Regions from separate parts of the Pan troglodytes genome. Here region 1 is linked to region 2. The links are chromatin contacts, called in public HiChIP or PLAC-seq maps. All regions are on one chromosome and are shown on one strand. The core of a region is the stretch at or near the end of the contact, and the rest is flanking DNA. Distances in the headings are between cores, read along the strand shown.

Evidence for each region. HiChIP or PLAC-seq counts read pairs in DNA pulled down with a chosen protein or histone mark.
Region 1: an H3K4me3 HiChIP or PLAC-seq map of stem cell-derived excitatory neurons shows a contact between it and region 2, with 3 times the contacts expected there. The contact joins the promoter of AGPAT4 here to the promoter of MAP3K4 in region 2. A contact is called at or near these places in 1 of 7 Hi-C or Micro-C datasets (stem cell-derived neural progenitor cells) and 1 of 1 datasets of contacts at active chromatin or transcription factors (stem cell-derived excitatory neurons).

The regions. Positions count from the first base shown.
Region 1 is chr5:173,362,400-173,366,992 of NHGRI_mPanTro3-v2.0_pri, forward strand. It overlaps AGPAT4 (1-acylglycerol-3-phosphate O-acyltransferase 4), which reads right to left and starts at 1,629. Exons shown (of 9, transcript XM_016956591.4): 1 at 1,384-1,629.
Region 2 is chr5:173,079,225-173,083,423 of NHGRI_mPanTro3-v2.0_pri, forward strand. MAP3K4 (mitogen-activated protein kinase kinase kinase 4) reads left to right here and starts at 1,307. Exons shown (of 26, transcript XM_016956586.4): 1 at 1,307-2,073. The coding sequence starts at 1,919.

The sequences.
Region 1 (4,593 bases), core at 379-2,878, 280 kb after region 2:
AGGATCAATATCGTATCTTAAGAAGTGTTTAGGTTTTCTTAAAAAAGACCAGACACTGAAGACTTACATAAACATCAAAGCATTCCTTTTTTAATTCCTCGATATGGAGAAATTCATAGGCCGAAAATTAGGTAAATAGAGAGGTAATTACCAATGCCTGTTTCCTTGACAACTCCCCTCCCCCACCCCTCCTGTGATAGGGAAAAACCAAAATGAAAGTGAGGAGGGGTAGCCACAAGCCATGCTGGATTTTAGCAAACCAAAGCAAGAAGCAGAGCAGGAAGCTGCAAACTAGACACAAAATACAAATAAATCAATGTATATCGGGGCTGCATATTGTGTAGTATTTTTGTGGTTGCCATAGAAACGTCAGCGACGGAAGAACATGTTGCATGACACAAAAGAGAGCAATATGTAATAGGAACATTCCACCCCCCCCCCACCACCCCCCGCCCAGCTTCGTCTATAGCAGAGAAAATGCTTTAGCCCCGGGAGGGGGCTGGGTGGGTGGGTAAATGAAGCCAGGAACAGCAGCTTGAAATCACAGCCCAGAAAGGGACGCTCACCCGGCCCAGCACAAAGCGAGGGTCCTTTTGTACCAGCAGAGCCTCTCTTCGCCTCCCTCCAGGCGCCCCCTGCACCTTTCCCCCGCCCGCCTTGCACTCCCCCTCCCCCGGAGCCTACCCTTCCAGAGGTCCTAAGGAAATCCAGCCCAGGAAAGAAAAATATGATAGGAAGAGGAATGCAAACATCAGCCACACCCAGCGGGGAAGGTGCCTGCGAACGGCACCAGGACCACATACCTCCTTCCTGGCAGCCTTTGGCACATGGACTTAGAAACCAGAAGCTGAGATGGAGCCGGCTGGGTTCAGAAATTGCCACTAGTTTATAAGAGCTGTAAGTCAGCCAACACTGGAAAGAAAAAGCGAGACTCCACCCATGGGGTGGACCCTTCAGGAAGAAAAAAAAAAAAAAAAGTGGTCCTCAGCTGACGTCTCTCCCCACCCATGTCACTTCCTTTTAAAGCTACAAGTTAGCAGTTGCCGAGAGGGAAGAGCGAGCTGGTGTAATATGAGTCACTCCCTTCCCCTTCCAATTAGTGTAAGGCAGTGCTTCAGTTGGCTTCACGTTTGAAATCGCTTTTGAAATCTGGCTCGGGAAGCTGCCAGGATAAAAAAAAAATCAAAGCCCCCTAGAAGTGGCCTTGCTTTCTCTCCCCTTTCTCCCAAATCCTGTTGCATCCCTGCGCCCTGACGGCTCCTCCAACCTGAACCCAGACTCCGGCTCCGTCTGTGTTGCAACCTGGAAATTGTCCTCAGTTGGCTCATTTTTAATTCAGCAAGCGTAGGATCAATATGCCCACCCTCAAAACTCTCCCCTCACCTCTCCTCGGTCCGCTGTGCTGGAAGGAGATTGCGTTGCACTCAGAAGAGTCCAAATCATCTTAAACAAAATAAGCCTCAGCACTCAAGAGATTGAGATGTTATGAAGTGGGATGAAAGAAGCTTGGAGGTCGATTGATGTATTTTCTGTTTTCAAACCTTAGCACCACGGTTGATTACCACTGCACAGGCGTGCACACACATACTGTCGCATGCTCACATGCACGTGGCATTTACACAGTGTATCAGAGAGGGTCTGGGCAGACCTTTATAGTAAAACGGTGTCGTCACAATTTCAAAAAAGGGTGGGCTGTTGAAAGTCCAGAAATGCCAGGATCCAGAAAATTATTTCAATTTCAAAATACTGAGGTGTATTCCTTTCAAATGTCCACTATTACAGCCATTGTCAAAATAATATTTAACTATTTACTTGACTCCTGGGTTAACCTTGTTCTTTAGATGTTTATAATCTATAAAGGAAAAATACATGTGCTCACAAATAGCCCAAGCACATTGCAGAATTACTAACAGCTATGCAAGTGTCAAAACCAGTGTGTCATGAAGACAGAATAGAAAGTGCTTTTTTGATTGCGATGGGGGAAGGCATTGATCATTCAGGAAACAGGGTTTGGAGTGGATCCTACGGGAGGTGGCATTTTTCTTGTCTGTGATGAGAGAGGGGGAGAGTGAAGCAGAATGGGGTGGAAGAGAAAGGATATGTGAGGCAAACAAAAAAAGGATCAGAACAGAAACCCATTTGTAGCAATAACTTGTTTTAATATCCATGTGAAAATAAATTTGACCACAGAGTAATGCTTATAAAAGATTTTTATAAAAAGTTCCTTGTAGTCATCATCTCTCGAAACTTTTCGAACTATGTTTTACGACCCATGTGCTTCTAGATTTGGTGAAAACTTGAGTTTTTCAAAGTGTTTTTCAAGTAGAGTTACACTGTTTTTCACGGTTGAATTCTGAATGGTAATTTATTTCAAAACCTACAAATTGCATAAATTCCTGATAATGTTATAAGTACAGTCAGTGATTTCAGTGGAAATGATAGGAAATTTAAAATTTGGACAATTGTAACTTTTATCCTGATCTCAGTACTTTAACAACCTCATTCCATTATTACATTACAATTATTATTATACTTATTATTGCTAACACTTTGCCTGTCTAGACAATGTTGCTCAGCCTCAGTTATCTCAGATATAGCTGAGAAATATGGGAGAAAAAGTTACTATTTCTAAAAATTTAACATAGAAATTCAAAATTCATGGATTAAATCCTATGCTTTTTTTTTTGAGACAGAGTCTTGCTCTGTTGCCCAGGCTGGAGTGCAATGATACGATCTCAGCTCACTGCAACCTCCACCTCCTGTGTTCAAGCAATTCTCGTGCTGCAGCCTCCCAAATAGCTGGGATTACAGACATACACAACCACACCCAGCTGATTTTTTGTGTTTTTGGTTGAGACGAAGTTTCACCATGTTGGCCAGGCTGGTCTCTAACTCCTGACCTCAGGTGATCCGCCTCCACCTCCCAAAGTGTTGTGATTACAGGCGGGGAGTCACCACGCCCAGCCCTATGCACATTATTGAGTGCCATTTAGAGTCTATCCTTATGTGCCCTTATTTAGCTATTTCTATCTATACAAGGAATTGTGAATATTTCCAGGTCACAACGTAACAACTCAGTTCAATGAATGTTTATTGAGCATCCATGTTAGTTGCTGAAGATACAAAAACACAGATAAGACATGGAAATGGCCCCAAAGTGCTCAAAGTCTTAGAAGGGAAAGCGAAATGTAAACAGTTAAAACACAATGGAGGCAATGATTGACATTTGTACAAGGTTCAGAGGTGGTTCGAGAATGGGAAAAGGAGAGGGAGGATACATCTACATAGTTTCTTAGCTAACAGTGGACTCTGAAAGGGGTGGAGGTGGACAGTATACTCATCGGTGAGATGGTAAGAAATACATACTGGCAGTTGGAGAGAGGAGAAAAAAATTGAAAAGGAGACACAAATCATAAATTGGTAACCTAAAAAAGATATATAAGTGGTCCGTAAACAAAGAGGCAACCTTACATAAAAATACAAATCACAAAGTAAGGATGTTATTTCTTTGCCTAGTCACTTGTCCAACACTCAAAAAGCTAGAACGTGCAGTGCAGAGAATGCAATGCCATGGGTTCTCTCTTCTGCTGGTGATGGCAAATTGATACAATCTCTGGAATTCAATTAAACAAGATTTTTCATGAGCCTTTAAAATGTTCATTCCCCTTAATCCAATAATTCGACTCAGAATAATTTATACCAAGGACATAAGCAGAGATAAATTCAAAGATTTGGGAACATGTATATTCATCAGAGCCATTTATAATAGTAAAGTCTGGAAACCATCTGAGTGTTTGAAGTAGCAGGTTAGCTATGGAAATGATGTAATCTTCATATGATGAAACACTCTACAAAAAATTAAAATTCTGTGTTTGAAAGACCTAGGGAAATTCATGGTATCTTAAGTGTAAAGGGAACTAAGCTATATATAAATTATGGTCCCCTTTTCGTGATTCTATAAATATATATTACAGTGTGTGTAGTGGGTTGAATAAGTGTCCCCCAGTGTCCCCCACAAATTCATGTTCACCCAGAACCTCACAATATGAATTTGTTTAGAAACAGAGTCTTTGCAGATGTTAATCAGCTGAGATGAAGTCATTCTGGATTAGGATGGGCTATAGACCCAATACCTGGTGTCCTTATAAAAAGAGGAGAGGATGCAGAAAGACACACACATAGAATAAGGCCATGTGATGGCAGAGGTAGAGATGGGAATGATGTGTCTATGAATCAAAGATTGCTGGCAAACACCAGAAACCAGGAGAGACGCATGGAACAGACTCTCTGAGAGCCTCCAGAAGGACCCAACCCTGCTGATGCCTTAATTTTAGATTCCTGGCCTCGTGAACTGTAAGAGAATAAATTTCTGTTGTTTTAAGTCACACAGTTTGTGCTAATTTGTGATGGCAGCTCTGGGAAACTTAATGCAGTGTGTTAAAAGATCATGAAACTGTTAATAATCATTACTTCTGGAGAGTGAGACTGAGGATGATTTTTATTTGCTTCTTTATATGTGATTGCACTTTGGAGAACTTTCTACAATGGATGAACACGTGTGACTTTTACAGTAAGAAGATTAGGACTAAAAAC
Region 2 (4,199 bases), core at 57-2,556:
CTAATGGGTACTGGCTTAATACCTTGGTGTTGAAATAATCTGTACAGCAAACCCCCATGACACAAGTTTACCTGTATAACAAACCTGCAGATGTACACCTAATCTTAAAAGTAAATTTTAAAAAAGTTTACTATCTTTTGTACATATCCAGTATTTCTTTGGTGTTTTACCAGTAGATAGAAATAGATGCCACTGTATCATTATGAAACAAAAAATCAATGTGTGTCATGCTTAGTTTAGGTCCTCTCCAATGGACGTGAGGTTTTTATTGCTCTCTTTCACTGGGTCTGCCTTTCTCTGCGTGTGCTGGAGTGAAAATTAATCAGCCCCTCTGGTCTGTCCTTCTAAGAAGGGTTCTGGCTCAGAAAATTGCAGAAGAAAATCGAGTAGAGAACTAGAATTACAGAAACGTAAGAAATACTTTTACTGAGCTTTCTTTACACAAGAAAGTGCACGGAAATGAATTATACATGGATACCAATTTGTGATTTTTAAAAATTTGTAATTTTTTAAATTAAGATAAAAATTAGTTTATTTTTTTAAATACTTTTTTGTTTTGTTTTACCTCACCCTTACTAAGCTGTTAGCTTGGTCTGTTGCGCTTACTGCTATATCCTCAGCACCTAGTACAGTTCCTGACACATATATGCACTTAAGAAGTATTTGTCAAATGAATATTGTTGAGTAAATAAGATGAAGGTCAATTCAGAAATTCAGCACTATCAGGCTATATACATAATACAGACTATTATAAAAAACTACAATGAAGCAGTTCCTTTTAACGACGGAGAAATGTCAGTAACATACTTTGAGCACAATATAGCTAATTTCACTACTGATCTTTAAATATAACATAGCTATAATCAATTTAATGTTTTTCTTTGTTACCAGAGTTGTTCAAAACGTGTGTTTTACCTATCAAAGCTCAACTAAATGAGGTTTAAGAAATCTGCACATTTGAATGTACTTAATTTTAAAAGATTCTGGTTTTGGATTAACTCTGGATTTCACCCTATGGGAAATTTTGTAAATATTTCCAACTTAAAAAAAAACTGTGAAGCCCCAGCGCTAAGAGTAAACGATGCATTGGAATTTCAACAGGATTTCTGTAACTCTGAAATAATCTTTAGCATTTCTTCTTCCCCTCATCCCCTCAGTGTAGGAGCATTCCAGTCCAAGTTTCTGGGAGATCGCTATCGAATCTTATGACACTGGGGTGAGAAGTTTTGCCGGGTTGAAATGAGAGAGTCACTTTAATAGTCTGGAATTCCGGAGACTTTATGTCAAGCCTTAAAAATTCGAGCCTGTAGTGGAAGGCTGCGCTGTCAAGAGACCGGAGTTGCGAGCGTCTGGGTGACGTCCGTCCTCCTGGAAGGTGGGATCCGGGTGGCAGGTCCCTGGGCGGCGACTCCGGCCGGGCTCATAGCGTCGCGCCCGCCCCGCTCATCGGCCCTACCCAGCGTCCCTCCCAGACCGACGACCGCCTGGGAAGCCTCGAGCTCCTAGCCCGCTGCACAGCCCGGCTCCGCTCCACAGTCCCCCACTGCCACCGGCCGGGGCGAAACCGGGCGAGCTGGCGAGAGCCGGCTCCAGGACCGAATCGCGCCGACACTTGACGGCGCTCCCCGCCCCTCCCTGCCGCCGTCTCCGCCCCCGTCCGGTCGGATTCCGGCGCCCGCCGCCGCCGCCGCCGCCGCCGCCGCCACCGCCGCCGATCTCGGAGGCTTGTCCCTCGCCGCCCACCGTAGCCCCGGCGCTCGGCCGGTCGCCGTTTCCAAGATGGCCGCGGCGCGCACGGCTCCTGCGGCGGGGTAGAGGCGGAGGCGGAGTCGAGTCACTCCCGCACTTCGGGGCTCCGGTGCCCCGCGCCAGGCTGCAGCTTACTGCCCGCCGCGGCCATGCGGGGCTCCGTGCACGGATGAGAGAAGCCGCTGCCGCGCTGGTCCCTCCTCCCGCCTTTGCCGTCACGCCTGCCGCCGCCATGGAGGAGCCGCCGCCACCGCCGCCGCCACCACCACCACCGCCGCCGGAACCCGAGACCGAGTCAGAACCCGAGTGCTGCTTGGCGGCGAGGTGAGTGTGGCGGCCGCAGTCGGTCGCTCGCAGAAAGCGGGGCGGGTCCTGGCCCGAACTCGGTCGGGCCCGAGGGCCTCTGCTTCCCGCCAGGTGGGGAGGGAAGCATCCAGGCTCTGCAGGCTGGGGCGGGAGGGGCGCGGTGCATCCCTGGGTCCCAGGGGACCGCGTCTGAGTCTGTCCGGCGACTCCGCCCGGGGTTGCAGCTCCGCAGGGTTCCGCTCGAGCGTGTTGCCGGCTCCCCTTCCCTTGTAGACTCCCCCAGCTCACCCTCAACGTCGCGGGGGCTGGGAGCAGAGTGCGGCTGCCTCCCCTGCCGCTAGCTTCGGAAGAGTGGCCTCACTGAAGTGCCTCTCATCATTACTGAACGAAAGTGGTCCCTCCCCTCTGCCCTCTTTCGAGTAAATGAGACATTCGGAAATCGAGTGCGTACTGGCTATTTCCCCGCGTTCTCCTCCTCCTCTCCTTTTGCCCGCTCCAGAGAATGCCTGTCATCTCTTCCGTGAGAAACTGCACTTAGACTATGCAGACAGATACGTTGCTTTCCTTTTCTGAGGGCCCCTTACTGTCCTTTAGTGCTAGTATTGTGCAGATTGTTGCTCACACGTGCACAAAAGTAAGGATTCATTTGTCTAAAACTTTGCTACTGCAGGAAGCTCTAAGGTGGAACTTCGGTAACCAAAGCATTTGTTGCTTTTTCTTCCATAGTCTATTAACTTATTTTTGTCTTTATTTTTTTTAATTGGGAGAACAAACTCACCATAACTGAGAATTTCCCTCTTTTTACGTGCCTATGTTTGTATGTTCAAATGTCCTCTTACTCCCTGTCCTTTGCATCCCAGAGTAAACTTGCGAACTGCTGCCCCCTGTCCCCTGTAATGAAAATACCTCGGCAGCTCCTCTTGGCATCTTATGGTCTTGCTCTATAGTTCTAGGAATAAGGCAGTAAAGTGTCCTCTTTTTCCTGCTTAAAGAAAATTCACACCTGTAACTGTAGTTAGAACTGAACACAGGAGCCATATTCTTGCTTGTCATCATTCAGTTGGCCCAAACAAATTTGTTTTATTTTTATAAGCTGTGAAGAAATTAGTTGCCTCTTTTAATTCTGAGATAGTTCTGGGTACTTCTAAGGAACAACTTCTCTGAATAATGGTACAGGGTGTAATGAGAATTCCTTTGGTTCCTTTTGAATACATCTAGTATTTTTAGAAATTTTGTCAGAAAGTTTATTATAAATTTGTTAACGGATCAGTTTTCGAGCAATTTTGATACCTTTTTCTTTAAAATTAATAGTGAACACTTAACGCTTAAAATAGGCCATTGTCTTTATTTCTATTAACCCATTTAATCTTTTCAACAACTCTATGAGGTAGGTCCTGTTATACTCTCTTTTTTACAGATGAGGAAACTGAGGCACACAGGTTAAGTATCTTGTCCAGGGTTTCACAGCTGGTAATGAAGAAAGGTCTGGCTGCACAGCCCGTGTCTTTAACCACCATGAAGAATTCATTATCCAAATGGGCAGATCAGAAATTAGAATTCTGTATAACCCTACTCCGGAAAGAAATGGACATGAACATTCTTAGGTAAAAGCGAGAAGGGCAGAGAAATGAAAATGTGCTGCAAAAATGACTGCTGCTTCAGTGGTAAAAAAAAAAAACACTTCATTTTTCAGTCAGGCTTCTGTCTGTGTTATAATAAAAATAGGTCAGGATAATGGGTTTCATCCAACTGTAAGTGAACAGCAGTGTACGGAACAAGAAGATCTGACAAATATTTTTCTTAGCAACATTGCAGTTAATTTTACAATAGAAAAATCTGTAAAACAGATTACTTGACAAAACTGTTGTTTTCTCTTTTTTATGTCCTCATTGTCACCACCTGCTCTTCAATACATTGAACTGACCTCTGACAGAATTACTGTAGATCTTTGGTAAAAGATGTTGCGGGGCTGTCCAGTTGTTCATTTGAACTTTTTTTTTTTAAACCATTTTAGAGGAGCTCAATGTACGTGTTCAAAATGTGTGAAATGCCACCTCTTTTTTTTTTTTTTTTACAACTTTCTTTTGTATTTTGTTTTCAATAGTTTTTGGGGTACAGGTGTTTTTTGGTTACATGGATAAGTT